7 separate regions of the Mus musculus genome follow, and regions 2, 3, 4, 5, 6 and 7 are each linked to region 1. Evidence: chromatin contacts called from public HiChIP or PLAC-seq and promoter capture Hi-C data. All regions are on one chromosome and are shown on one strand. The core of a region is the stretch at or near the end of the contact, and the rest is flanking DNA. Distances in the headings are between cores, read along the strand shown.

Region 1 (3,421 bases), core at 634-3,133:
GAATATGCACAGGGAGACTCCAGCAGCTTCACCTGTAACTGTACAGAGCTGGAAAGGGGATGAACAAGCTATCCTACGCGGGCTAGAAACAGTTTCACGGGCCTCTGGAGAGTCTCTGGAAAGGATAGATCTTTTTTCCCAAAGTGATAGAGGACTGCCTGGGGTAAGTTACCCAGGCACAGACATTCATGGAAAGTGCTTAAAGGCACACTGAAGGTGCATTTCACCGTGTAAATTTCACTCCCATATTGGTTCTTTTCATTATTTTGAAATATACCATCCTGACTGGTCTAGAACTCATATTATTGGCCAGACAGCCCCATCTTTTTCTTCTGCCTGTGCCTTTGAGTGCTAGGACTACAGATGTGTACCACCAGGCCCAATCTTACTTCCTTTTTTTTTTTTTTTTAAGTAACACACATGTAAGTAGCTCAGTATACATTTTTATGCTTGTCTATTTCTATGCTTGTTTGTTTACCGTATCCAGGGTTAAGCACTGAGCCTATGACATGGTAGGAGAGCACTCTTTACTGGGCAATACCTCCAGCTGTTATACTTGTCTTCTCAAACACCTATGATTATTTATTATCTCTACCAATCTGCCCTAAAATTGAGTTATGCAGAGACCATTTCTAACCTTTGCCAAAAAATTGTAGTCATAGAACTCATGTTTCTAAATCAAATAAAAATTATGTCCTTCACCACTAGTAAAAATTATAAGTGCACATAAATGAATACATGCAAAACCTGATGCTCCAAACACCCATTGTGGGATCGAGTACCAATGTCACCGTTCCTATTTAAAGCATAAAGCCAAGAAGGCTGTCCCAAGAAAATAGCTTCCCCAACCACAGGGCTACTTCTAAATTAGTGTTTCTTCTTGGTTATCCCCGTTAACAAATCTAGGATCTTCTTTTAGAGGCTTCCCCTAGGGCTTTCTAGGTCCCTCCACAAAAGGACTTGATTGATGCCGGAGGTGTTTTACAGAAACTCCTGTGCTCACAAGAAAAACATCTGACAAGATAAATTAGCGGGGCAAACTCCAAGAACTATGCCCCCTCCTTGACAGCTGCCAACTCCGGGTACCAGGAAACCATCTTTCTCCATCCTTCATGAAGGCAGAATGAGAATACGAATCAAAAGACCATGGGCCATAATAAGTAAAGTCCTCCAGGCTGGGGGGTGATATGTACATATTAGGGTTTCCCCTATATTCCAGATCACAAGCTTTAAATCAAAACAGCCGAAAAGGGTAGGTTCCGCAGTTACAACTAGCTGTCCACTAAACCCTGGGGCGTTGTTGTCTCAAAGCGGGCACCTCTTACTTTCTCAGAAATATGCAACCTGCGGATACAGTAGCGTTTAAAAAAACCAACACCAGAGTGCGGGCACCGCAAAGGGCACGGGCCGGAGCGGCCAAGCAGTCCTTCCCCGGCTCAGGCCGGAGGGTGGAACGGCAGTTCTCCTCGGGTCGGCCCCGGGCCGCACGGACGGACGGACGGACCGACGGACTGTGGGACGGTCCCCGCGCCGCCCTCCCGCACTTCCTCCCGGCAGCGCCCGGGCTCCCGCCCTCGCTCGGGGGTGGGGGTGGGGACCGCCCCGGAGGCCCCGCGACCCGGCCCAGCCCCCGCGGCCTCCCCCGGGTGCGCCTCACCGCCGCTCCGTCCCGAGGTACATCGCCCTCCGGACCCGCTGTCCCCGCTGGCTCGTCCTGCTGCGGCCAATGGCTCCGGCACGAGCGCGGTTTGAAAATGGCGCGGAGAGAGACGGTCGCGGCCCACAAGGAGGGAGCGCCGCCGTTGCCCCGGTAACGGACCGGAGCGGCCCACAGTGGCGGCGCGCGCGCCGGCCGCCCGGAGATGGCGGCTTTCGGCCCTCGGTGCCCGGAAACGTAACGGCCGGCCGATGCCGGGGCTACGGCGCCCCCTGGCGGGGAGCCCGAACCTCTGCGGTGCCCGAGGACCTTGCCAACTGGCCGCTGGCGGTAACCATCAGCTAACCCCCAATGACCTTTCACAGGTGAATTTCTGCTGATCGCCCTGTCTTCCCCCTGGATGTCACTGTCCTTGCAGCTTCTCCTGGCTACCACTTGATAACAGTTATTGCCCCGTACCCATGTAAACCCCCAGAATAGAATCCGACCATCAAAACCTACTTGTTTACGTTTCTCCCTGCTGCTTCCAATTGTGGGCTCCTTGAATCAGATATTCTTTTATTCAACTGTATTTCTCTAGCATCTGTCACAGTATTTGTAAATGTTAAATTGAAATGAATTGCTTACAATAGCTTGCTCATGGTTACAAAGATCATGGTCAAATCCCCAGAGTCCACCACTCTCCTAAAAACTTTCTAGATGGTTAAGAGTTGAGTTTTTGTTTGTGCGTGTTTTGTTTTCTTTTGTTGTTTGTTTCTGCTTATATTCCTTACCAAGCCGGCCTTTCCTCTGACTATGTACTTTGTCCACTGCTCAGCACGGAACTGTATGTTGGGATGTGAATTGCTCTGTGCCGATTCATTCTTTGTTTTCACGTCTCAGTCTCCATTTTGTGTGCTTTGTCCGTTTTTAATTGGAAGTTTTAAGGAGCTAATGAATCCTGTAGAGATTTTTATACCATCTTGCACATATACAAGTAAGCATATGTTTATGTAAAGACAAATATCTTTTTTAAAAAAAGTCATAAATATCAGAAATTGGCTGTGCATAGCCATCTAGTGAAGATAGATAACATTGGTGGCCCCCCTTACCCCAAACACACACCAACTAAATGTTAGAACAAAACTCAGTGAAGAAATACAACGGGGTACATGGGATTGAAAGCTACAGTTAGCCTTTGTTCCAAGTGGCATTGATAACCCAGAGTCAGGGTCACTGCTGACCTCCGAGGCCTAAGGTCAGGGATCCTGGCACACAAAACTTGAAAGATGAGAATGCAGAATGCTGCTGCTTCCCACCCAAGTCCTAGCGCTTTAAGCAAATTGCATGGCTGTGGAGGCATGGAGGAAAACAGATGCCCTCACCACAGAAAGTGAGCTTTGTAGACTTAATATCAGCACCAACAGGAGTTCCTGAAACACTTAGAATGAGGTTTGCCTAGAGGCTGGTGGGGTCCTGATTGTAAGGAGGAAGAAAGCCAGATGTAAAGGTAAAAGAGTTGCTTTCACTGAAAACTGATGCTGTAGTTTAGATCTGAAATGTGGTGGTCTGAAGGAGATTGGCCCCTATAGCCTCATATACTTGAATAGCATGACCCCTAGTTGGTGGAACTGTCTGGGAAGGATTAGGAGGTGTGACCTTGTTGGGAAAAGTGTGTCACTGGGGATGTGATGGCTAACATTATATTGATGGCTCACTTTAAAACTGCTTGAGAGAAGCAGAAACCAAAAATGGACTTCCAATGGGTTAGATTTTAAAATTGCC
Region 2 (3,421 bases), core at 553-3,052, 880 kb before region 1:
AATTCTTGGAGGAAGGTGAATATGTTCAACATACAATATGTACCTCTATCAAAATTTAAACATAAAATAAGTATGTTTTTAATATCTATGGACCGAAAAGATATCCAGCGTTCTCCTGTTGTCCTGTTTCTTCTCCCACATAAATATTGACTCCTAAATTGCTAAATGCAGGCTTGGCTGCTACCACTTCATTTGTTTCCCTTCCCACCCAGTGACACTTCAGATCCTGCACAAGCAGGATTTGCGATATATTCACAAACAGAACTGGGAGACGGTTCAAAGCTGCAGGAGGCGTGGTCATTAGGAGCACGGGTATATCCTTCTAAGCTGGCTCTGAGGTCAGTGCTTATGACAAAGATGAAGTGAGACGTTGGCATATTTGGGGAAGGGCAGAGAAGTTGGTGCTGTGATAACAGACTTGAGCTGCAAAGGGCAGCCTTTAAGGAAGGAATGGAAAAACTATAATCTACAGCCTAGGAACACTTATTAAGATGAGATTTAACCAAAGACCATAAAATCTTAAACGGTAGATAATAAGGTCAAGCCAAGTTACTATTTTCAGCTCTGAACAGATGACGAGACAGGAGGGCATAAATGAGAATTAAAAGAAGAGAGATTCAGAATAGATCAGAAGGTTACCAAAAATAATCAATGGCTGAAATGACTTTCTGGACTCGTTCACTTGTGCTGAAAATATTGAGTCATTGAAAAAGTAATGAGATGATATTCTTGGGAAATGGAATAGTTAAAATGAATGGGTTCAGACGGAGCCAAAGACTTTAATCATCCTAAAAAGAAACACTGGCTAGGGCAAGCTGAGGTTTCAATCTAGGGAGATAACAAGGTAGAGGCTAAGAGGCCTTTGCTTCCTACATTCCACGGGATTAGCAACCCCTTCAAAGGTGCAATACTACCAAGTACTCCCAAGGCCTGCTGTGAATGGTGCATCCTACCGGATGCTAGCAAGAGAAATGAGCAAGGCACACACTAGAAGAGAGAGCTGTAGAGCCACTGTCAGCCAAGCTCCCACGCACCTCTGAGATCATCCCAGTGAACCTGCAAAGGGCCATATCTTCTCACTCATAGTGTCAAGGACTGAACAGTCTAGAAGTCTGGATCTGCCATTGGGCACTTGTAATTCTTAGAGAGCTCCTGTCACCTCTGCAGGCTCCAGCCTCCTGCTCCTTCCTTATTGGATCTCCTCATCTCCTCTAGAACTAGACCTCATGTGTCTGCTTCTGCTTCTCCATGGCAACCCATCAAACACAGGCAGTGTAAGGTGGGCCTTCTTGCTTCCATATTAAATACTGTCATATCCTTCATATGACATGATTTCTAGACGCTTTGCCTTCCTGGCCATCCATCTTCCCTCAAAAGACTCTAAGCATCAATCACTTATGCACACACACACACACACACACACACACACACACACACACGAGTGACCCCGTATAGTAGTTATTGATACATGCCTATTAATCTGTATCCTTTCGCTGTACAAACCATATCTGTGAAGACAACAGCCTTGCTAGATCCTGAGAGTCCCTCTAGGGAATCATCAAACCCGAGGGTAGTACTGGAAACCATCATATGTGTCCCAGGGACAGCCTTTGGCAGGGATGGGCTGTGACGAGCATCTTTGTAGAAAGACAGGGAACAGATTCCCCCCAAGCCTTTGTACCATACAGAACTCTCCTCTGGCAGACCCACGGGCCTCTCATTTGGGACAACTAGGATGGGAAGGAGACAGTGGCAAAAATTCACACAGACCTCCCCATCTGGTGTTCATTCCAGCGTCTGCCGCTCGGTAAGCAAATGTGTTGGCGGGATTCAGGGTTCTCATTGTGACGTAATACATACTCAATTGTCAGAAATCTGGACAGCAGAACGGGGTGTGTAAGAACCAGTTCGTCAGGACCCCACCACCCACGGAAAGCATGACTAAGACTGTGCTAGAGGATTTTTGCCAGTCCGTTTCTTTTTCATGAATATGTAGCTGTGTCCCCAGTGAGACATAACTTTATCATATTTTGTTAGCAAGAAAATCTGCAAGTTAGAAGTCGCCGGCCACTTTCATGTCTAACAAGCCATCTTGGGACACTTTTTTTGCCTCCTGGAAACAATCAACCTGAGTTTCTTTTGGCTTGAGGTTTTCAGATGAAAGTACCCAGCGTCCAGAGACCAGGATGGCAGCCAGGGGGCAGTGTTTCTCTCGACATACACTGCTCTCCACCGCTCCCTCCAAACTGAAGCCACCGTGCCTGGGACTGGTGGAGACAGTGTGAAAGAGGCCTTGACAGGCCCTCGGGATAGCATACAAGGTCCGCTGGCTGTGTCTTCTTCCATTCACTAATAATAGGTTCAGCTGGTCTAAGGCGGGTGCCTCGGTCACTAACTGTTGATGTTTGAAGGTGTTCAGGGCTCAGCCCTGTGCTGAGACTGGAGCCTTGTACGGTATACCATCACAGCATCGTGGGCCTGATTTAAATATCAGCTACATCGGGACCCAGAGCAATGTAAATGGGGAGATAGAACTGGACGGGAAGTTCCTTCACGATAGGCTCGAAAAGTCACCAATAGTCTTGACAGGAAACTCCGAGAGCCACAAGGACTGTACAAGGTTCAGCCTGCCAGCGTTTTATCATGGATTAGAGAGGAGCTCCTTGTATCTTCGGCTCTCCACAGAGCATATCCGCAGTCCATGACAGGGGTGGGGGGTGGGGGTGGTTTCTTCAGTGGAGAAGCCATTGATAAACCACACATGCTCCAAATAACCTCTCACCCATACAAGGAATCTTAATTGGATTCAGTAAGTCAAACACACACACACACGGGGGGGGGGGGGCATCAAAGTAGGATGGGGGCTTGTTGGAAAGTGGGGGGGGGGGTTCAACAGGAAAAGGAAGGGGATGAGACAGGGAAGAGTGTAAAAAGGACTAAAATTTATGATAGACATTGAGGAAACTGTCAAAAATAAATACGAACGATTCTTAAGACTCATTATTTTAATTATGAGTATATGTGGGAGAGGTATGCACCCCTCAGTGCAGGTGCCTGTAGAGATCAGATGAAGGTGTTGTGTGCCCTGAGTGTGGAATTGCGGGTAGTTGTGAGCCTTCTGGTCTTGGTGCTGGAAATCAAATTCTAAACAACTCTTAACCTCTGAGCTACCTTTTAAGCCCAGTAAACAAAATTAGTTTAAAACAACCAAAGCAATAGGTCACTCCCAGCCTACTGACCTGAGCCCAGTGGCCAGACCACACACAGAGACACAGCTGGATGCAGTGGCACACATCTGTAATCCCAGCACTCTCACCACAAGATGCCAGGCAGAGATGAGAGAATCAGCCAGACCCGGAAGTTCACAGACCAGGCAGCCTGGACTACACAGGGCTGTGGCAGAAACAAGACAAACTCTCCC
Region 3 (3,421 bases), core at 472-2,971, 720 kb before region 1:
GAACTGTCACTAAAAAGCTTCTAATACTTTCCCAATGCTCGCTGATAATGCCAAACTGTAAGAGCCACTTACAGACATTCCAGTCAGAAATCCCACAGATTTTCTCAAGGTTTACTTTTATTTTATGCATATGATCTTTATGCCTACATGCACGCATGGGCTCCGGATATGTACTATTGGATCTCCTAGATTCATGCACAGCACGTTCTGGGAACCAAACCCAAGTCCTCTGCAAGAATGAGCGACAAGTACTCTTAACTGCTGAGCCATCTCTCCAGCCCCCTTGATTCAGAAACTCTGAAAGAGAGTCAACTCATGCCCACCATGCCCTGTACAGCTTTCCAAATAGTATGACCTTCCCCCACCCCCTCCATGCCTAAGACTGACTGCAGAGCATGGCCCACACTAGGCAGTACGAGCACCAGGCTACATCTCCAGTCCAGTAAGAAAGCTTCGTTTGAGCATCACGCTCCTGTTAAAAGTATCTGAAGAGTGAAATATGCTCTACAGAAATATATAGTCTGAGGGCCATGAACCTGAATTCAAACTCCAGGACCTCTATGGTACACCCCATGAGTGCGCCCACATTCATACATATGCACAAAATAAATAAATGTCATATGGTTTTAAAGCTCCTAAATTTCCTTCAAGTAAGAATAACTTTAAAAAGAATATAACGATTCTAATAGATTCTAATGAGGTATGAATGGGTCTGAGACATTGAAGCAATTTTAAAAGTTAAAGCGTTTGCTTCTATTGTTTCCATGAGAAAAGGGGGAGGGAGGGGAATGCATAGGACAGCCACAAAGTTGGGAGCTGGAATAAAATGATTTTTGATCAGAGAAAAGGGAGCTTAAAAAAAACACACACACAACATGAAAATAAAATGGGTAGGACTAAGAAGTGTTCATACAAAAAGTAAAAAGCCATTTTGTCCTCGTGAAAATGGAAAACATACCATCCTAGAACTGTCATCTCGTGGGAAGTGACCGCTTAAGGCCATCTTTTAAGGCAGTTTACTTAAACTGAAGACAGTGTGAAGGAATGTCAACCCAGAACCCGTTCTTTGTCCCTAATACGTCCAGAGTTTAACAATGTCTAACACAAGGACGTGGTCAAAAATTGAGCTTCCTGGGCCTAGAAATATGGCTCAGAAGCAGAGTATGTGCAGACAGGCCCTGGGTTCAATTCCCTGTGCCGTTTAATAATAATAATAATAATAATAATAATAATAATAGCTATTCAATAAGTCGACTGAAATGATAAATGAAATCAATCAACATCAAACAACTAAATGTTAGTTAATAAGCTACGCTATGTCGATTCTGGAAGGTGGTTACAGATTTAACGGGAGGCCGTGTAGGGAGCAATCAAGCCGACCCAGGAACGTGAACCCCGAGCCTGCACCGCTAGCAAAGCCCACTTCGTTCCCGGGCTAAATCGTAGGAACCAGGCTGCCGGGAGCCCGCGCGCCACGGACGGGATGCGGCGGCTGGCGCTGATCCCTGCTGCAGGTCCCCCGCCGTCCCGCCTAAGGGGCTATAGCGTGAAGCGTGCCTCAAGCGGTCACTTACCCTCGTCGGCGTCATACATCTTGGCCAAAGGTTTCTGGAGCTCTTACTCGGAATCGCAAAGCTGGAGACGGGAAGCGCGGCGGCAAACTCAAGAGTGCGATACCAAGCAATGTCCGTCTCCGACGTTCCCAGAATCCTCGGCGTCTCAGCGAGGGGGCGGGGTGTGAGGCTTGCGCCTGCGCAGACGACTGGCAAAGGGTCTGGCTGGACTTGAACTACGCATGCGCGAGTGATGACTAGCTGGCTGCCGCTGAGGACAGACGGCTCCTTAGCCAGAAGTTAGGTTACGCTAATGAAAGTTTCTTGCTGCGTGTTTTGATTTGTTTGAAGATTTATGAAAGAAATGGCTCCGCGTGTGGACTGAGCACTGGAGAACCTTCTGCTCACCCAGCTCTATCGAGTCCGTGCCTTTGCACGTCTGCCTGAACTCTCGAGTTTCAGAGCTGTCATCGCGAGAGTGCGAGAATCGGCCGCACTGTTGGACAGTTCCCTCTCGTCTAGTCGCTGGGGGAGGAACTTCTCGGACGCGAGCGCGCGTGCGCGCGCGAGGCCCCGCCCTCCTCGCGCTGTCCACATGCTGCCCGCGCGCCTGGCTTGCGGGCTGCTCTGCGGGCTCCGGCGGGGCCCCGCGCCGGCCGCTGCGTGCTACGGCCCAGCACGGTGGCTTCTGGAGGGGAAGTGTGAGGTCCCCATCCGCCAGCGTGCATCATCCTTGGGCCGTCGGGTTCCCCCGAGCTCCACGGCGACCGAGGACTATGCAGAAGGCCCGGACACGGAGGAACGCTTTCTGTTCCCGGAGTACGTCCCGGAGCGGACCCCGGAGGAACAAGTGCGGGAGTTGCAGGAGCTGCGGGAGTTGCAGCAGCTGCAGCAGGAGAAGGAACGAGAGAGATTGCAGCAGCGGGAGGAGCGGCTTCAGCAGAAGCTGCGGGCGGGCTTCCGGACGCTGCCTGTCCCGGAGTTTCCAGACGCCTCGGTGCCGCCCAGCGGCATCTACTGCTCGGGCTGCGGAGCCGAGCTGCACTGCCAGCATCCCGGCCTGCCGGGCTACCTGCCGGAGGAGAAGTTCCGCGACGCTGCCCAGGCGGAAGGCGGCCCGGCGCGGACCGTGTGCCAACGCTGCTGGCTGCTGGTGCACCACGGACGAGCCCTGCGCCTGCAGGTAAGCCGCGATCAGTACCTGGAGCTTGTGAGCGCAGCGCTGCGGCGTCCCGGGCCGGCTCTGGTGCTCTATATGGTGAATCTTCTAGACCTGCCGGACGCCCTGCTGCCCGACCTGCCCAAGCTGGTGGGCCCCAAGCAACTCATCGTGCTGGGGAACAAAGTGGACCTGCTGCCCCAGGACGCTCCCGGCTACTTGAAGCGGCTGCGGAAGCGGCTGTGGGACGATTGCATCCGCGCCGGGCTCGTGGTGGCTCCTGGTCATCAAGGACCACAGTACCCTGCCGGGGATGAGCCACTGGAGGAGATAAAGAATCAGAATCCGTCCTCCAGGTCCCGCACGGTAGTCAAGGACGTGCGACTGATCAGCGCCAAGACGGGCTATGGAGTTGAAGAAATGATCTCTGCTCTTCAGCGCTCCTGGCGCTACCGTGGTGATGTCTACCTGGTGGGCACCACTAATGCTGGCAAGTCCACTCTCTTTAACACACTCCTGGAGTCTGATTACTGCACCGCCAAGGGCTCCGAAGCCATCGACCGGGCCACCATCTCCCCCTGGCCAGGTGAGGCCCCATTGCTGAGAAATTAGATTTGACCCAGGCACCTAGTACATATCCTTAAATGTCCACCTTGAGCTGCCTGGAGCCGTCCCTTTAAAATGTCTTTCCTCTCTTTGGACATACCTC
Region 4 (3,421 bases), core at 333-2,832, 710 kb after region 1:
CAGGTCGGAGACCAGTGTCATAGTACAATGGGAAATGTCCCTCACAAGTTCACATGTCTAAATACTTAGTCTCTGGCTATTGGTGCTATTATGGTAAGATATGAAACCTTTGGGACACAACGCTTGGCTCCTGGGAGCAGGTCACTAGGGGAAAGCCTTCAAAGGTTACCTACGTCTCTGCTCCTGGTCCATTAAGATGGAGAAGCCCCCACACATGCTTCCAAGCGCTGTGGACTCTCCATGCCTTCCTTGCCATGATTGACTGAGACTCTGAAACTGTGAGCCAAAACAAATGGTTTCTCCTTTCAGGTCACAGCAATGAGAAAAGTGACTAATGTAGGGTGTGAAGAAATTTGAAAGGTGAGTTGTCATGGGCCAAGTGAAGAGAGAGGCAGAAGGAACACACGCCCAACCATGGGACAAACCAAAGCCTTAGAGGAAAGGCCACACAGTATGCAGTAGCAAAGAAGAGGACCTAGAGACAGAGGCAGAGGCTAGCGAGGAGGCATAGTGACACTTTCCCAAGAACAAGGGCACTTTCTGAGGGATTTTAGCAGTGCTTCCTACAGGTTCTTGGCAACGGGGTTCACTTGGAAGCTTGGGGAGATGCCAGTCCTTCTGCCTTGATGATAGGAGAACACAGAAGTCTTTGGGGGGTGTCAGTCTTCACCTTGGCTAGGATCCACTTCAAAAGTGGCTCTGAACAGAAAGTTATTAAGAAAACTCCCCAGCCAAGGTGATGGAGAAGGGCATTAGGGATCAAGCACAGCCGAGAAGGAAGAATTCGGCTGGAAGGTTCTGTGATCCTCGGCCAAAATTCCATGAGTGCTTCGGGAGTCACCGACCGAAGCAAGGGGGGCAGGTCGCCAGGATGTATGGGCTTCTCTGTTGCCTGGTGATTTGTCTTTGGGCATGCCCTTTGAATTCCAGGTTTTATTCTTTCCTGGGGGGGCAGGAAGGGACAGAATCCTGGAAAGTGCTTGTTTTTATTCTGATCCGTTAGCCTCTCCTTTCACCTCCGATCACACCAATTCCAACACTGGACCAATTCTCACCTTTTCATCTTTGCTCCTGCTGCTCAGAGCTGTTCCTTCTGCTACCCACAGACAGCGACTATTAACATGTCTGAGGCTTTCCTAATGGTGAAGGAGAAGTATGCCAAAGTTATTGTTCACTGATCATAAGGGTTCTGCCCCTGGCCTTTGAGCAGGCGGGTGTGTCTCCCTGACCACACTCTTTTCCAAGATGCCTACCTAGCTATTTCCTTTCCATGAAGTCTTTGTTCAAATGCCACCTCCTTGCCTAGACCCACTCTAATGTTATTTAATACTAATTGCTTCCTAAAGCCTCTTACTGAGTTCTCGTTTCCCCCTTCCTGTCCCCCTATCTTACCAACCTATGCAACTGATTTCCTGATTGGGGATTTTGTTTATTGTCTATTTCTCCAAACTAGAAGATTCATTCACCGGGGGACCCAAAGCATAGCATCAGCAGCAGCTGTCATGCGGGAGCTGTTCCTTAGGGGAGCACTCATGGGTGAATGCGCTCTCTCAGCACAGCGAGGAAGGCTTGACTTCCTCTGTCTTCTCTTACTGTGTTGGTGGGGGACACCTCTGTCATCTAAGATGCACTGCCTTGGGCATAGACATTACACAACTCTGGGGTTTCCTGGAGCATCTCCAATGCACAGGCATCTTCTTGGCACACAAGAATGAAGCAAGGGACATGGAATTGTTCTCTGACAGTCTTCATGGACCAGGGGGGGTTGGGGGGGTAATAACAAGAAGCAAACACTTTGAAACCCAGAGCTGGATTTCTAAGCCTGAGAACTGCTGGGCAGGGTGAACGCTCATGAAGACTGAAAGTGTCAGGCCAGCCAACATGGGCAGCCCCCAGTCAACAAGGTCAGAGAGGAACTCCACGCAGGAAGTCATCTATTTTTGATATGCGCTGGCTTTCCTGTTTTCCTCTGTGCGTTGCTGCAGGAGCCCACTTCCAAGAGTTTTGTTGAACGCTTTCCTCTCCCCCATTTTTTTCTTCTTTTTTAAATTTGGATGCAGCCTTGGACTTCCAGAGAGCAAATGTTCTCTTGTTATTTTAAGAAAGTGGGGAGGCTGGGCCATCCGTTGGGCTGAAACAATGCTGGACTAATCTGTGGTGTCAGGGTCTCTGAGGTGGCCGTTTGAATGAGGAGGGAAAATTAGAGACACAACCCCTCACCCCTGGGGAACCTGGTGAAGGTGCTATGACCCGGCAAAGATGAAGTGCACACATGCAGAACAAACCAGCAGCCAGGAGAGTGCTCACCAAGCTGGCCAGACTTGCAGGAACCATCTGACAGTCTCTCCTCTCCTCCTATCTCACCACACCCTGTGGAACTGAAGAGAGACATTCTTTTCATGCCCAAAGCAGTCCAAGGCCCTCCTGGGTTCATTTTTCTGCCTAATTATCTGTCAAGTGACGTCTGTAGGGCTCATGTTTTCCAAGCTCCCACTACAGATTATCAGTGATTTGCTTATCCCTCCTGCTGGCTTTCACCTCTGATGCTTTTGATATCTCTGCAGGGCCAAAGTAGCCAAAGGCTGGCAGGTAGCAGAAGCAACCACAGTCAGGTTTCCTGAGCACAGGTTCTTCAAAGCAGAGCCATCACCCTGAATGAGTCTAGGCTGCCTAAAGCCAAGTGCACCAGATGCCAGTCTCTGCACCCTGGACGCTGGCTAAAGGACTTTGAGTTAGGGATGCTCCTTCCTTCCAGCTCCAGGCTGTCTCTATGACAAGCTTCCTGCCCTGAGCTTGCAGATGTTCACGTAAGCAACCCTGGGAATGGCGATCTCTAGGTGTTTACCCCCTCGGTCTCTATCTTCTGTGTGAAGTATTGAAGCCATATTGCAATGACCAAGTTGGAGATATACAAAGGTTTTTCTAGTAGTTTGGGCAGATTACTTAGGTGGGGGTGGGGTGGGGTGGGGTAGGGGGTGGGGGTGGGGTCGGGGGTGGTCACAGAATAGACACGTTCGAGCATGCTCCACCAGGATTAGCCTCTAAGCAAGAGAAGGTGGGTGATTACTCAATGCCTGACCCAGAATTTACCATGTTCAAAATGATTTTACACATCGAGCAATGTCTAAGTTAGGATTTCTATTGCTATGACAAACATCATATCCGAAAGCAATGTGGGCAACAAAGGGTTTACTTGGCGTACACTTCTACATCATAGTCCATCTCTGAGGGAAGTCAGGGCAGAAACCGAGGCAGGAACCCAGAGGCAGGAACTGAGACACAGACCCTGGACGAACCGCCTCACTGGGTTGCTCCCTATGGCTTACCCTAGGGAAAGTCAGGAGGCTGGGCCGTCTGTTGGGCTTGAGCCATGCTGGGCTGATCTTTTGTGTCAGGCTACTTTTTAATATGACCCCAGGAG
Region 5 (3,421 bases), core at 482-2,981, 680 kb before region 1:
TTGTTGTTAGAAAACTCCCTCAAGAGTCGTGCAACTCAACACGTCAACCAACTTAGCCGCATTGTGCTTGACTTGGCCTACTTGCCTAGGGGAAGCCATTACAGATCACCTTCTTGAAAACAAGTTGAGTTTCTAAATGGTCTCAACCTCCAGCCTCAAAGGTACCAGTCTCAGAACTCAGTGTGCCTCTTGCAAATTATTAAAGGCAAGATATGCAAAGAATAAAAAAAGTACTAAAAGACAAACTAAAAACCGAAAATACTAAAAGCGGGCCGCTTCACCTAGAGTCTAAAACACAAGCTCGCCCGCTCACTCGCTCGCTCAGTTACATGCCCCAACAAAAAGTTGAGCCCGAATGCCATCACAGGAAACGGCTCTCCCCTAGTTCAACAGCCCCACGGATTCCACAACGGACCTCAACATCCACTCTAAAGCTTCCCCCACGCACCTCGGCAGCCACACTCCCAAGGAAATCTCCACGTCTCTCGGGCAGACTGTGCTAAGCACAGCCCGAGAGCAACGTGTTGCACCGAATTCCTATGTGCCGCTGCCACCAGCGCCGGCCTCGGCGGCGGCATTCCTAACTGAAATAGGCATTCGGCCATTTTCTCAAAATACCAAACACAAAGCAGCTCTTTGCAAACTTGGGCCCTCTTGCTTCCTCTCCGCCACCAACCCGCGGGCGGTGCCTGGGCTCGGACCTCACGCGCTGCCCACCACCCTAGAGGCGCCTCCCCGGCCGGCCGCGGCCCCGCAGCCCCCTCCCCCGCCGCCCGCCACTAGCCCGGCCGGGACTGGGCGGAAAAGTTACCTCGCTACCCGCGTCCGATCGGGCCTGTACCGGGGCTCCGCGGCGCCCTCCCGAGGCTGTCGGCCCCCGGTCGCTGCGAGGGGCCCCACGCGGGCCGCCACCGCCGCCCCCGTGGCCCGGAAGTTTGCGAACTTCGCTCCCCCGCTGCGCAGAGCCAGCGCGGGCCGCAGAAATCGCTGTCCAGCCTGCCGCCGGCGCCGCCCGTGCCCCGGGCTGAGTCAAGCGGGGCGGCCGCCTTCCGGCCCTGCTACGACTGGGGGGGAGGGGGCGGCGAGCCTGGGACGCCGGCGGGGCCGGGGGCGTTGGGCCCGAGGCGGAGGGAGGGCGGAGGGGGGAAGTTTCAGGACCGCGGTCACCAGCAGCGGCGCTCCGGCCTCCGTGGCCCCGGATCTCAGCGCCGTGCGGAAGGGCCTCCCCGTGCTCCGCTGGGGGCCGATGCCCACGCCGCTCCGCACCAGCCCCCGGCCCAGCCCGTGACTCGCTCCGTAACTCGATCCCGCCCCCGCCCGGCCGCCGCGCCGCCCGAGCCACAGTATCTGCAAATCAGCCCTGGACAGCGCCTCGCGCCGCTCCGCGCCTGCCCGCCGCCCTCCCCCGTCGCTCTCCTCGCTCCGCCGCGTCCTACCCTCTGAACTGTGCGCCCACGGTCCGCCACCCCCGCGTCGCCGCCGCTCCAACTCCTTTTCTTTGTTGCTGGACTTTCGGGGGAGGGGAGGGGAGGGAGAGCGGGGAAAAGTTGGGCGTCGAGGCCCTCGAGATCCCGGGGTGCGATCGCGGAGCGGGATCAGACCGCCGGCCCTGGTTCTGCCGTCGCTGCGGTCCCGGCCGCCCGGGTCTGGGGCCCGCGGCCTCGGCGGCGCTCCTCGGTCTTCTGCTGCTGCGCCGCGAGCTCGCGGGAGCCGCACATTCCAGCACAGGACGCTGCGCCGCGCACCCGGCCCGCGCCGTCGCCGCCCGCCCGCCCGCCGGACACGCCCCCTCGCCGTCCGCGCGCGCCCGCCGACACGCCCCCTTCCCCGCCCGCGCGCGTGGCCGCCGAGCGCGCCCCGCCCCTCGGTCCCGAGGCTCGAAGTGGACTCCTGGCCTGCCTGGGGGCGCGCCTCGGGGGAAACTTACCTAATCCGCCCGGCCCCCGACTCCCGCCTTAGGCTCATTAAAGGGGCGGAACCTACTCCCTGAGCTTCTTTCTTTTATAAACAAATAGCAGAAGTTAGCCCCAGCCTTACCCGGGCGTGCACGAGAATTGGGGTTGTTGGAGGAAAAAACGTGCAGGCATTGACCGCCCTCTTGAGAAGTATTGTCACTGGCCTCTTAAGTAAGGCTGAAGCCTCGAAAAATACTGTTCAGGCCTGGCGTGTGGGCTCTCGCCGTTAATCCCAACACTCAGAATGCTGTTGAGACTGGAGGATCAAGAGTTAAAGGCCGGAGTTCAAGATCAACCTGGGCTACTTAGGGACACTAGTGCAAGAAATTAAAAAACAATACAAAACCCGAAAATCGGCCCTGGCTGCACAAGTCTGTAATCCTACTTGAAAGGCGTGAGCACCAGGAGATCCAGGTCATTGACTTGACAAATTGGGGGGCCCGGGGGTGGGGGATTGCTCTTGTCTGCAATCAGACTCAGAATTCAGTAGACAGAGGCAGGAGGATTGCTGAGAGCTTAAAGCTTTAGTGTGCTATGTAAGAATTTTCAGGCCAGCCATAGCTACAAAGTGAGACCTTTCTCAATCAAAGAAACAAAATCTAAGTGCCTGCCTACACAGATCTTTATGCTTAACTGTAATTTTAAGCTTCATGAGGTCAAAATGCTTTCACATTGCAAACTCTTAACCAGGAGAAAATCAGTCCTTGTGGGGGTTGAGACAAAGCCAAGTCCAGTTCAGTACCTGACGTCTTATAATGGGGACAGGGAGTCTCAGGTCCTGTCCCTTCTCACCTGAAATGCTTTTTTAGCCTGCTTTTAATGTCTTCCTGGAAGTGGGCCTTGTAGCCTTTAATTTGTAGTTAGTGAACTACCAGCTAGAGTTTAAAGCTCTCGGCCGCCTTCAGGGCCCGGCATTTCCGGATCTAAATGTGTGAACCTCTCGTTGGCATTACTACAGAGGTAGCAGCAGGTGGGTGCTAAGAGGCTGGAAGCAGAGCTTCAGGTTTCTCTGACATTTTCCTTTACCTCTTTTCTGGCACGCTGTAGAACCCATCTTTCAAAAAAAAAAAACAAAACAAAACAAAACCCTACAATATATTACTAGTTGGTACAAAATTGAAGGCAAGGCGGAATGAAGGCCCTAAGGTACTTGACCACCAAAGATTTCAATGGCTGTTTTTTCTGGGACAGTCTCCCTACATAGTCTAGGCAGGCATCCAAATTGTGGTCTTTCCACCTCTGGAGTGTTGGTCTTACAGGTATAGGCCGCTGCGCACCAGAGTCTTTTCAGTGCAAGCTCCGTGCATTGAATCAGATTTGAAAAGAACTCTTAGAGGAATAAAATTGAGGAAGAGGGAAATGAAAAGCAAACGAAACAAGAACTCCTTCCCATTGAATTGGTGAAGAGAGAGACCAGGTTGGTGGCTTGGGTCAGTAATCCAGATACTTAGGGTTCAAGGCAAAAG
Region 6 (3,421 bases), core at 663-3,162, 660 kb before region 1:
CCCAGGTGTGCCCTCCAAAACTGGATTGTAGTTCATTCCAGATGTAGCCAAGGTGACAACCAGAAATAGCTACCACACAATTGTCCAGTCAGGCCTCGAAATTTTGATCTCTCAGACTTAAGTTCACTAGCAGCTAAGATTACAGATCTGTAGCACCAGGCCTGGCAATGGTGGTAGCTATTTTAAAATGAACTTTTCTTTCTTTGTTTTCTATAGAACTTTTTCGTGACTCAGAGAAGGATAGCATTCAGGGGTGGAGAGATTGATTGCTCAGGGGTTAAGAATGCATATTCTCAGGTACACATATGAGGTTGTTGCTTATAATCTCAGCTCCAGGGGATCCTACATTCTTCTGGACTCCGCCGGAACTTGCATTCATGCACATATTCACACACAGAATGAAATGTACATAATTAAAAATAAAGTAAATATTACTTTTAGAAAACAAGCAAGCCTAGCATTCTCCAGGATAGTATTTTTTCAGACATTCAACATTTTATTTATTCATATTTTTTGTTTGTTTGTTTGTTTTAAACGTGTATTTTGCCTGTACATGTGTCTATGGACCTCTTGTGTACCTGGTATGCAAAGAGGCCAGAAGAGGGAATCAGATCCCTAGAACTGTAGTTAGAGACAGTTGTGAACTGCCATGAGAGTGTTGGGAATAAAACCTGGTTCCTCTGGAAGAGAAGCCCGTGCTTTTAGTCCCTGAGTTTTCTGTCCAGCCCCAATAACTAATTAACTATCAATTATTCAGGCAGCATATGTGATGTGTATAGGAGGAGGTGTGAATGCAGGTATTCTAACACATATGTGATGTGTGGAGGTCAGGTCAGAGGATAAGTTTTAGGAGTTGTTGCTCTCCTACTCTGGGATCCAGGATTCAGCTTGTCAGTTTGGCAAGACAAGGGCTTTACCCACGGAGCCATCTTATTGACCCACATTCAAGAATGTAATGATTTGGATTGGGCTTTGTGGTACATACTTTAATGCCAGTACTCAGGGGAAAGAGACATAAGAATTTCTGTTAACTCGGCGGTGGTGTTACACACTTAATCCCAGCACTTGGGAGGCAGAGGCAGAAGCAGAGGCAGGTGGATCTTTGAGTTTGAAGCCAGCCTGGTCTACAGAGTGAGTTCCAGGACAGCCAGAACGTCAGTTTAGACTACATTTTGGAACTCACTCTGTAGACCAGGCTAGCTTCAACTCAGAGATCCTCCTGCCTCTACCTCCCAAGTGCTGGAATTAAAGGTGTGTGCCATTATTATTATTATTATTTAATTTTTTTTTCGAGACAGGGTTTCTCTTTATAGCCCTGGCTGTCCTGGAACTCACCTTGTAGACCAGGCTGGCCTCAAACTCAGAAATCCGACTGGCTCTGCCTCCCAAGTGCTGGGATTAAAGACATGTGCCACCACACCCGGCTATTATTATTATTTAAAAATTTATTTATTTATTATATGTAAGTACACTGTAGCTGTCTTCAGACACTCCAGAAGAGAGGGTCAGATCTTGTTATGGATGGTTGTGAGCCACCATGTGGTTGCTGGGATTTGAACTCAGGACCTTTGGAAGAGCAGTCAGTGCTCTTAACTGCTGAGCCATCTCTCCGGCCCCTTTTTATTATTTTTAAGCCCTCAGTAAAATATCGGTTCTTTTCTCTGGCATTGCCTGAAATGTCTAAATCCTTTAGGAGAGCTTCAGTGTGGTTGGTGAAGATGGTTATGGGAGACATCTGGAAGGCAGCACCACCCCTCAGCCAGCTCCTCCCCTCTCCCTCCCCCGCCCTCTGAATTCCCCTTCTGCGGCTTTATAATATTAAGATTCATTTGCCTACAGTCAGAGCAGCTTGGGGACCTGACTAAGATCTGAGATGCAGCCAGGCGTGGTCGCACACGCCTTTAATCCCAGCACTCCGAAGGCAGAGCCAGGCGGATTTCTGAGTTCGAGGCCAGCCTGGTCTACAAAGTGAGTTCCAGAGAAACCCTGTCTCGAAAAAAAAAAAAAAGATCTGAGATGCAAGTGTTACCTTCAACCACGTGACAGTGGAGAAGCGACAAGAAACCCTCATATTTCCGTGTGAGCCAACCTTGGGAAGTCCCGTTAGCTCATGGTGTCTTGTTCAGTGGAGCCTCGCCCACTTTGGCTCAGAAGTACTTCAGCTAGGGCTGCTGTTAGTGAGGCGATGGTCTCCATTGTGGGCCTAGCCTCCCTGGGTAATTGACAGCGACAGGGGCTGCTGAGGAACACCGCAGAGCAGACATCAAAGGCAATTATTGAAAAGCCCAGCTTTGGGGAGTGAATAGAGGCAGTCACAGAGAATGTCATCGGCAGATAAATTCCTTAGGTTAAAACTCTGAAAAATGAAACCCCAGGGCTTTCTATGAACAAGAAGTTTGCAGCTAAAGAAGTTGCCAGCCTGTGCTTCCTGCGGTCGAGTGTCTCATGTTTGCAAATACACTTCATTCCAGAACCTCAAACACCGTTTGATTACATTACCTAAGTCCTCCCATCTGTTCACGCCGCAGTTTCTCCCTGCCTGCTTGTAGTAAATAATTACACTCCCGGCTCTGCGCAAGATTCTGTTTCAAGCTTCTGACCATGACCGGCTGAGCAGGGAGACACAGAAGTAACAGGGCTCATGAGTTATCACCTTGGCAACTACATCTGTCAGGATTGGCTCCAGGAGGGAGGAACAAATTCCTCTCTAGCTCCTCACAAAATCGAGTAGACCTGATGTTTAAGTGGTCCCGAAGAACTGAGAGCCCCTCCCCCGCTTCTTTTACTTTTTGTTTTGTTTTGCTTTGTTTTGAGACGGGATCTTACATAGTAGTCTAGGCAGGATGAAACTCACGAAAATGTTGTACATTATAGATAGATGGGCATAGTATCCTGACTATAATCGCAGCATTCGAGAGGCTGATGCAGGAGGATTAGGAGTTTGGATCTTGCCTGAGCTACAGTGTAAATTTTTGTTTAAAACAGCAGCAGCAGCCCGGCATTGGTGGCCTTTAATCCCAGCACTTGGGAGGCAGAGGCAGGCAGAAACCCTGTCTCGAAAACCCAAAAAAATAAAATAAAATAAAATAAAAAACAGCAGCAGCAGCAGCAACAACAACAATAACAATAACAAAAGTCTAAAGCTGGGTATGTTGGCTCACATTTATAATTCTGGTAATGAGTGGTCTAAGGTAGGATTGATTACCTTGAATTCCAGGCTAGCCTGGACTATATGATAAGTTCTGGGCCAACCTGGAGTACGAAGGGAAAACAGTATCTCAAATAAATAATAACTCTGAAGATCTTCTTGAAATGAAATTCAGGTAAATTTTGGGGGGGGGGTGTTGCACAGTGGGGATCAGGGCTAAGCTCTGGTGTTTGGTAAATGTGGGCTACATCACTAAGCCACACCTAAAGTCCA
Region 7 (3,421 bases), core at 621-3,120, 610 kb after region 1:
TAAATGGGGCGATTACCACGGGCCTGCAGGTTCTGGTTTGTATTAGAGGAGACACTGTCTTCTTAAGTAAAACATAGAAGGGGAAGTGTCCAGAATTGTAAATAAGGCTTCGAGAGAAGCCTTGTCTGGCCACCGGGATGGAGAAGACCTACCTTCGCCTATCCAGGATCCATCGTCCCTCCCTCTACCCAGATCTGACAGCCCTCCTTGGCTCTTTTGCTGAGGTTTGTTTGAGTTTGTTTTACTCTCTGCAAGAGAAGTTTCCTTAAACATTCTACCCTGTTCACAAGTAAATACACCTCTTAGCTAAGAGGCCACACACCCAGGGGAACACCGATAAAAAGAACAAGCCAGAACCTTCAGAACGCTGTCGATAGGTACACCAAGCAGCCTTCATACGGAGTTTTCATTCGTGAGGAGCTGAATATACAACAAAGCTAAATGTGAGCAGACCAGGCATGCCTCTGCTAAATGAGGATGCCCACACCAAACATGCCCAAGATCTTCAAGTATAATTTTATTATATAGATTCGCTATGTGTTGACATGTTTTTATAGTGAACCTGGATTTTACAAACCCTCCTGGTTTGCCACCTGCTTCTGGCACCATACTTGAGGCTTAGGCACGTGATAAAGGAGCATGCCTGTTTCCCCCCTTATTTTTTTTAAAGAAAAGCACCATGTTACATCATTAATCATGCATATCAGTGTAGTTTAGATCCGATGTAGAGACAATAATCTTATCTCTTTGTCTGGCTGAAAGACTGTCCTTTAAACTATCATTCTAAATGCATTTGGTTTTTGCCAGGAGTAAAACATGTCACAAGATATTTGTTGTCATTTCCCAGGCGTGGAAGGAAAGGAATGGAAAGAAAACGAGGGGTGAAGGCTGCTGTTCCTCTCTAGTCGCTACTTGAAGTCTACATAGCTGGGGGGGGGGGGGGGACTGTTCACATGGGACCGGTTTCCTCTTTGTTCCTACACTGGCGCCTCTGGCAAGAAACTCTCCCTTCTCTTCCCCCCAAGCATATCTTGGCTGAAAGGTCAGCTCTGAAAAGGGGCCTGGCCAAAGTTACTGTAGGGGACCGTGGTCATGGAACTGGGTAGACAAAAGCACTCTAGCAGCCACTGGAGAAGGACCGGGGGCTCTTCTCTGTGCATTTGCCCTGGAGCCCTGACCACCGCCAGCTCCCTGCATCTCCTTGCTATGGGTTTTCTGGACCGAGCCAGGCAGGAGTTCACAACCGAAATGTCTTCTAGGGCTAATCAGGTAACTTCGGACGATTTAAAGTTGCCAGATGGACGAGAAAACAGTAGAGGCGTTGGCAACCTGGATAAGCGCCTATCTTCTAATTAAAACATTCAGACGGGGCGGGGGATGCGGTGGCCAAAGCACCATAAAACAAAACTTCCAAGTACTGACCAACTCACTGCAAGTTTGTGCCCCGAGTACATCTAGGTTCAGGGGTTCTTGTCTTCATGCTCCCAACTGCGGGCGGATTTTTGGTCCCTTGGGACTTTCAGTGCAGCGGCGAAGAGAGTTCTGCACTTGCAGGCTCCTAATGAGGGCGCAGTGGGCCTCGTGTTTCTGGTGATGCTTCCCAGGTTGCTGGGGGCAGCAAGTGTCTCAGAGCCCATTACTGGCTACATTTTACTTCCACCAGAAACCGAGCTGCGTCCAGATTTGCTCTCAGATGCGACTTGCCGCCCGGCACAGTTCCGGGGTAGTGGGGGAGTGGGCGTGGGAAACCGGGAAACCCAAACCTGGTATCCAGTGGGGGGCGTGGCCGGACGCAGGGAGTCCCCACCCCTCCCGGTAATGACCCCGCCCCCATTCGCTAGTGTGTAGCCGGCGCTCTCTTTCTGCCCTGAGTCCTCAGGACCCCAAGAGAGTAAGCTGTGTTTCCTTAGATCGCGCGGACCGCTACCCGGCAGGACTGAAAGCCCAGACTGTGTCCCGCAGCCGGGATAACCTGGCTGACCCGATTCCGCGGACACCGCTGCAGCCGCGGCTGGAGCCAGGGCGCCGGTGCCCCGCGCTCTCCCCGGTCTTGCGCTGCGGGGGCGCATACCGCCTCTGTGACTTCTTTGCGGGCCAGGGACGGAGAAGGAGTCTGTGCCTGAGAACTGGGCTCTGTGCCCAGCGCGAGGTGCAGGATGGAGAGCAAGGCGCTGCTAGCTGTCGCTCTGTGGTTCTGCGTGGAGACCCGAGCCGCCTCTGTGGGTAAGAAGCCCACTCTTTAGTAGTAAGGCGGAGAAGTAGGGTGCGGGCGGAGAGTGGGAATAGAAGAGGACCTAACTCGTAGAGCTCTAGAGACCCTCCTCCCTTGGGTGTTCTTTCACTTACCAATGGGGAAACTGAGGTTCAAAGACTCTTCCGAAATGACTCAGCCAGGATTCTACTCTCCCCCGGGCATCGGTTGGAGCGTGTCCTGCGGAGCCGTCACAGCCCCTGGCGCTAGGTAGGCAGGAGTGGAAAGGCGGCCTGAGCCGGGGCAGGAGATGCTCCCACTGGCAGGAACAGGCGGTCAAACGCTGGGAAGCCAGCTCAAGCCAAGCGGCCCGGCTGGCATCAATCACTCCGTGCTGTTGCCCACCGCCCTAGTGTGGGGCAGGGAATCCGCCTCTGGCTCCGCTCCCCTTTAGCTCCAGCGTGTAAGCGCACGGACTATGTGAGGTGAGGTCTCTTCATAGAGCAACACTTTCCTCCCTCAACTTTCTTTGATGCAGAATGCTATTTTTGCTGGTAGGAGGAAGACGCGGCTTTCTCTTCTGTGACAGCTTCTCCAGGTGTATTAAACTAAATAACTCTCCACTTACCGACTCCAAAGCGCTGGTCCTGGGGTAAACTCTGAAAGTCTCAGAAACTCTTGAGCTTGGCACCTAGTTATAGGTCACTTTTCTTGTTTTAAAATGCCCTCTGCTTCAAGGTTAGGCCCACACTCGCTCTTGGGCTTTTGTGCAATAATTTCCCTTCCCTTCCCTTCCCTTCCCTTCCCTTCCCTTCCCTTCCCTTCCCTTCCCTTCCCTTCCCTTTCCCTCTTCCTTTTCCTCCTCCTCTTCCTCCTCTATTTCTCTGTCATTTCCTTTTTGAAGCCACAGTTTGCAGATTTCCAATCTCCACCCATTGGAGAATGGAGAATCAGGAAAAAAGAAGTCAATTCTGCAGAAACATTCCTTGCGCCCTAAGAGAATCGCATGGCTTAAAAGCATTGGCACTGACATACGGCGCCAAGATCGCCTGTCTAGAGCTATTGAGTTTTCCTCATAATGACTTGGTTCATCAGGCTAGCTCCACCACGAGTGCCCTCTTGTTCCTGAGAAGGCCGCACTCTCCCCCTTTCTGGGAAGAGAAAGACAGCCTGGAACATGTGCTTGCCCTGGGTTCCATAGAGAAGCAAGTTGCTTTAAAGCCCAGAGAA

What was found. Promoter capture Hi-C pulls out the DNA fragments that hold promoters and counts their contacts. HiChIP or PLAC-seq counts read pairs in DNA pulled down with a chosen protein or histone mark. Capture Hi-C pulls out chosen DNA fragments and counts their contacts.
Region 2: a contact with region 1 is called in a promoter capture Hi-C map of liver, with 5 times the contacts expected there. The contact joins the promoter of 1700017L05Rik here to the promoter of Cep135 in region 1. A contact is called at or near these places in 3 of 39 promoter capture datasets (liver and pre-B cells), 1 of 484 Hi-C or Micro-C datasets (CD4 T cells) and 2 of 9 other capture datasets (adipose tissue and liver).
Region 3: a promoter capture Hi-C map of pre-B cells shows a contact between it and region 1, with 2.8 times the contacts expected there. The contact joins the promoter of Polr2b here to the promoter of Cep135 in region 1. A contact is called at or near these places in 4 of 39 promoter capture datasets (hippocampal neurons, liver and pre-B cells), 2 of 484 Hi-C or Micro-C datasets (CD4 T cells and pre-B cells), 2 of 115 datasets of contacts at active chromatin or transcription factors (memory CD8 T cells and microglia) and 2 of 9 other capture datasets (adipose tissue and liver).
Region 4: a contact with region 1 is called in an H3K4me3 HiChIP or PLAC-seq map of bone marrow-derived macrophages, with 5 times the contacts expected there. The contact joins the enhancer-like site here to the promoter of Cep135 in region 1. A contact is called at or near these places in 20 of 39 promoter capture datasets (the 3T3-L1 cell line, 3T3-L1-derived adipocytes, the C10 cell line and 12 more), 3 of 115 datasets of contacts at active chromatin or transcription factors (bone marrow-derived macrophages, fibro-adipogenic progenitors and stem cell-derived neural progenitor cells) and 1 of 9 other capture datasets (embryonic stem cells).
Region 5: a promoter capture Hi-C map of pre-B cells shows a contact between it and region 1. The contact joins the promoter of Rest here to the promoter of Cep135 in region 1. A contact is called at or near these places in 14 of 39 promoter capture datasets (the 3T3-L1 cell line, 3T3-L1-derived adipocytes, the C10 cell line and 9 more), 1 of 484 Hi-C or Micro-C datasets (regulatory T cells), 2 of 115 datasets of contacts at active chromatin or transcription factors (bone marrow-derived macrophages and pancreatic cancer cells) and 2 of 9 other capture datasets (adipose tissue and liver).
Region 6: a FOXA1 HiChIP or PLAC-seq map of pancreatic cancer cells shows a contact between it and region 1. The contact joins the enhancer-like site here to the promoter of Cep135 in region 1. A contact is called at or near these places in 8 of 39 promoter capture datasets (the 3T3-L1 cell line, embryonic stem cells, hematopoietic stem and progenitor cells and 4 more), 1 of 115 datasets of contacts at active chromatin or transcription factors (pancreatic cancer cells) and 1 of 9 other capture datasets (liver).
Region 7: a contact with region 1 is called in a promoter capture Hi-C map of adipose tissue, with 2.4 times the contacts expected there. The contact joins the promoter of Kdr here to the promoter of Cep135 in region 1. A contact is called at or near these places in 2 of 39 promoter capture datasets (hippocampal neurons and stem cell-derived epiblast-like cells) and 1 of 9 other capture datasets (adipose tissue).

Annotation. Positions count from the first base shown.
Region 1 is chr5:76,587,161-76,590,581 of GRCm38.p6, reverse strand. Cep135 (centrosomal protein 135) reads right to left here and starts at 1,883. Exons shown (of 26, transcript NM_199032.3): 1 at 1,658-1,883.
Region 2 is chr5:77,463,869-77,467,289 of GRCm38.p6, reverse strand. It overlaps 1700017L05Rik (RIKEN cDNA 1700017L05 gene), which reads right to left and starts at 1,802. Exons shown (of 2, transcript NR_131050.1): 1 at 1,473-1,802.
Region 3 is chr5:77,308,784-77,312,204 of GRCm38.p6, reverse strand. It overlaps Polr2b (polymerase (RNA) II (DNA directed) polypeptide B), which reads right to left and starts at 1,721. Exons shown (of 25, transcript NM_153798.2): 1 at 1,575-1,721. The coding sequence starts at 1,593. Noa1 (nitric oxide associated 1) reads left to right here and starts at 2,119. Exons shown (of 7, transcript NM_019836.3): 1 at 2,119-3,298. The coding sequence starts at 2,149.
Region 4 is chr5:75,875,947-75,879,367 of GRCm38.p6, reverse strand. No RefSeq gene overlaps it. Among named protein-coding and RNA genes, the nearest start is that of Gm32727, 100 kb to the left of the region's middle. Within about 2 kb of position 1,582, at least 15 of the 459 cell types and tissues checked have an H3K27ac peak or open chromatin away from gene starts, as enhancers often do. A contact at or near this core is called in bone marrow-derived macrophages, where this site is marked.
Region 5 is chr5:77,263,804-77,267,224 of GRCm38.p6, reverse strand. It overlaps Rest (RE1-silencing transcription factor), which reads right to left and starts at 1,731. Exons shown (of 4, transcript NM_011263.2): 1 at 1,437-1,731.
Region 6 is chr5:77,244,997-77,248,417 of GRCm38.p6, reverse strand. No RefSeq gene overlaps it. Among named protein-coding and RNA genes, the nearest start is that of Rest, 19 kb to the left of the region's middle. Within about 2 kb of position 1,912, at least 165 of the 459 cell types and tissues checked have an H3K27ac peak or open chromatin away from gene starts, as enhancers often do. A contact at or near this core is called in hematopoietic stem and progenitor cells, liver and pancreatic cancer cells, where this site is marked.
Region 7 is chr5:75,976,904-75,980,324 of GRCm38.p6, reverse strand. Kdr (kinase insert domain protein receptor) reads left to right here and starts at 1,870. Exons shown (of 30, transcript NM_010612.3): 1 at 1,870-2,223. The coding sequence starts at 2,157. It overlaps Gm32727 (a long non-coding RNA gene), which reads right to left and starts at 2,993. Exons shown (of 3, transcript XR_868500.2): 1 at 2,347-2,993.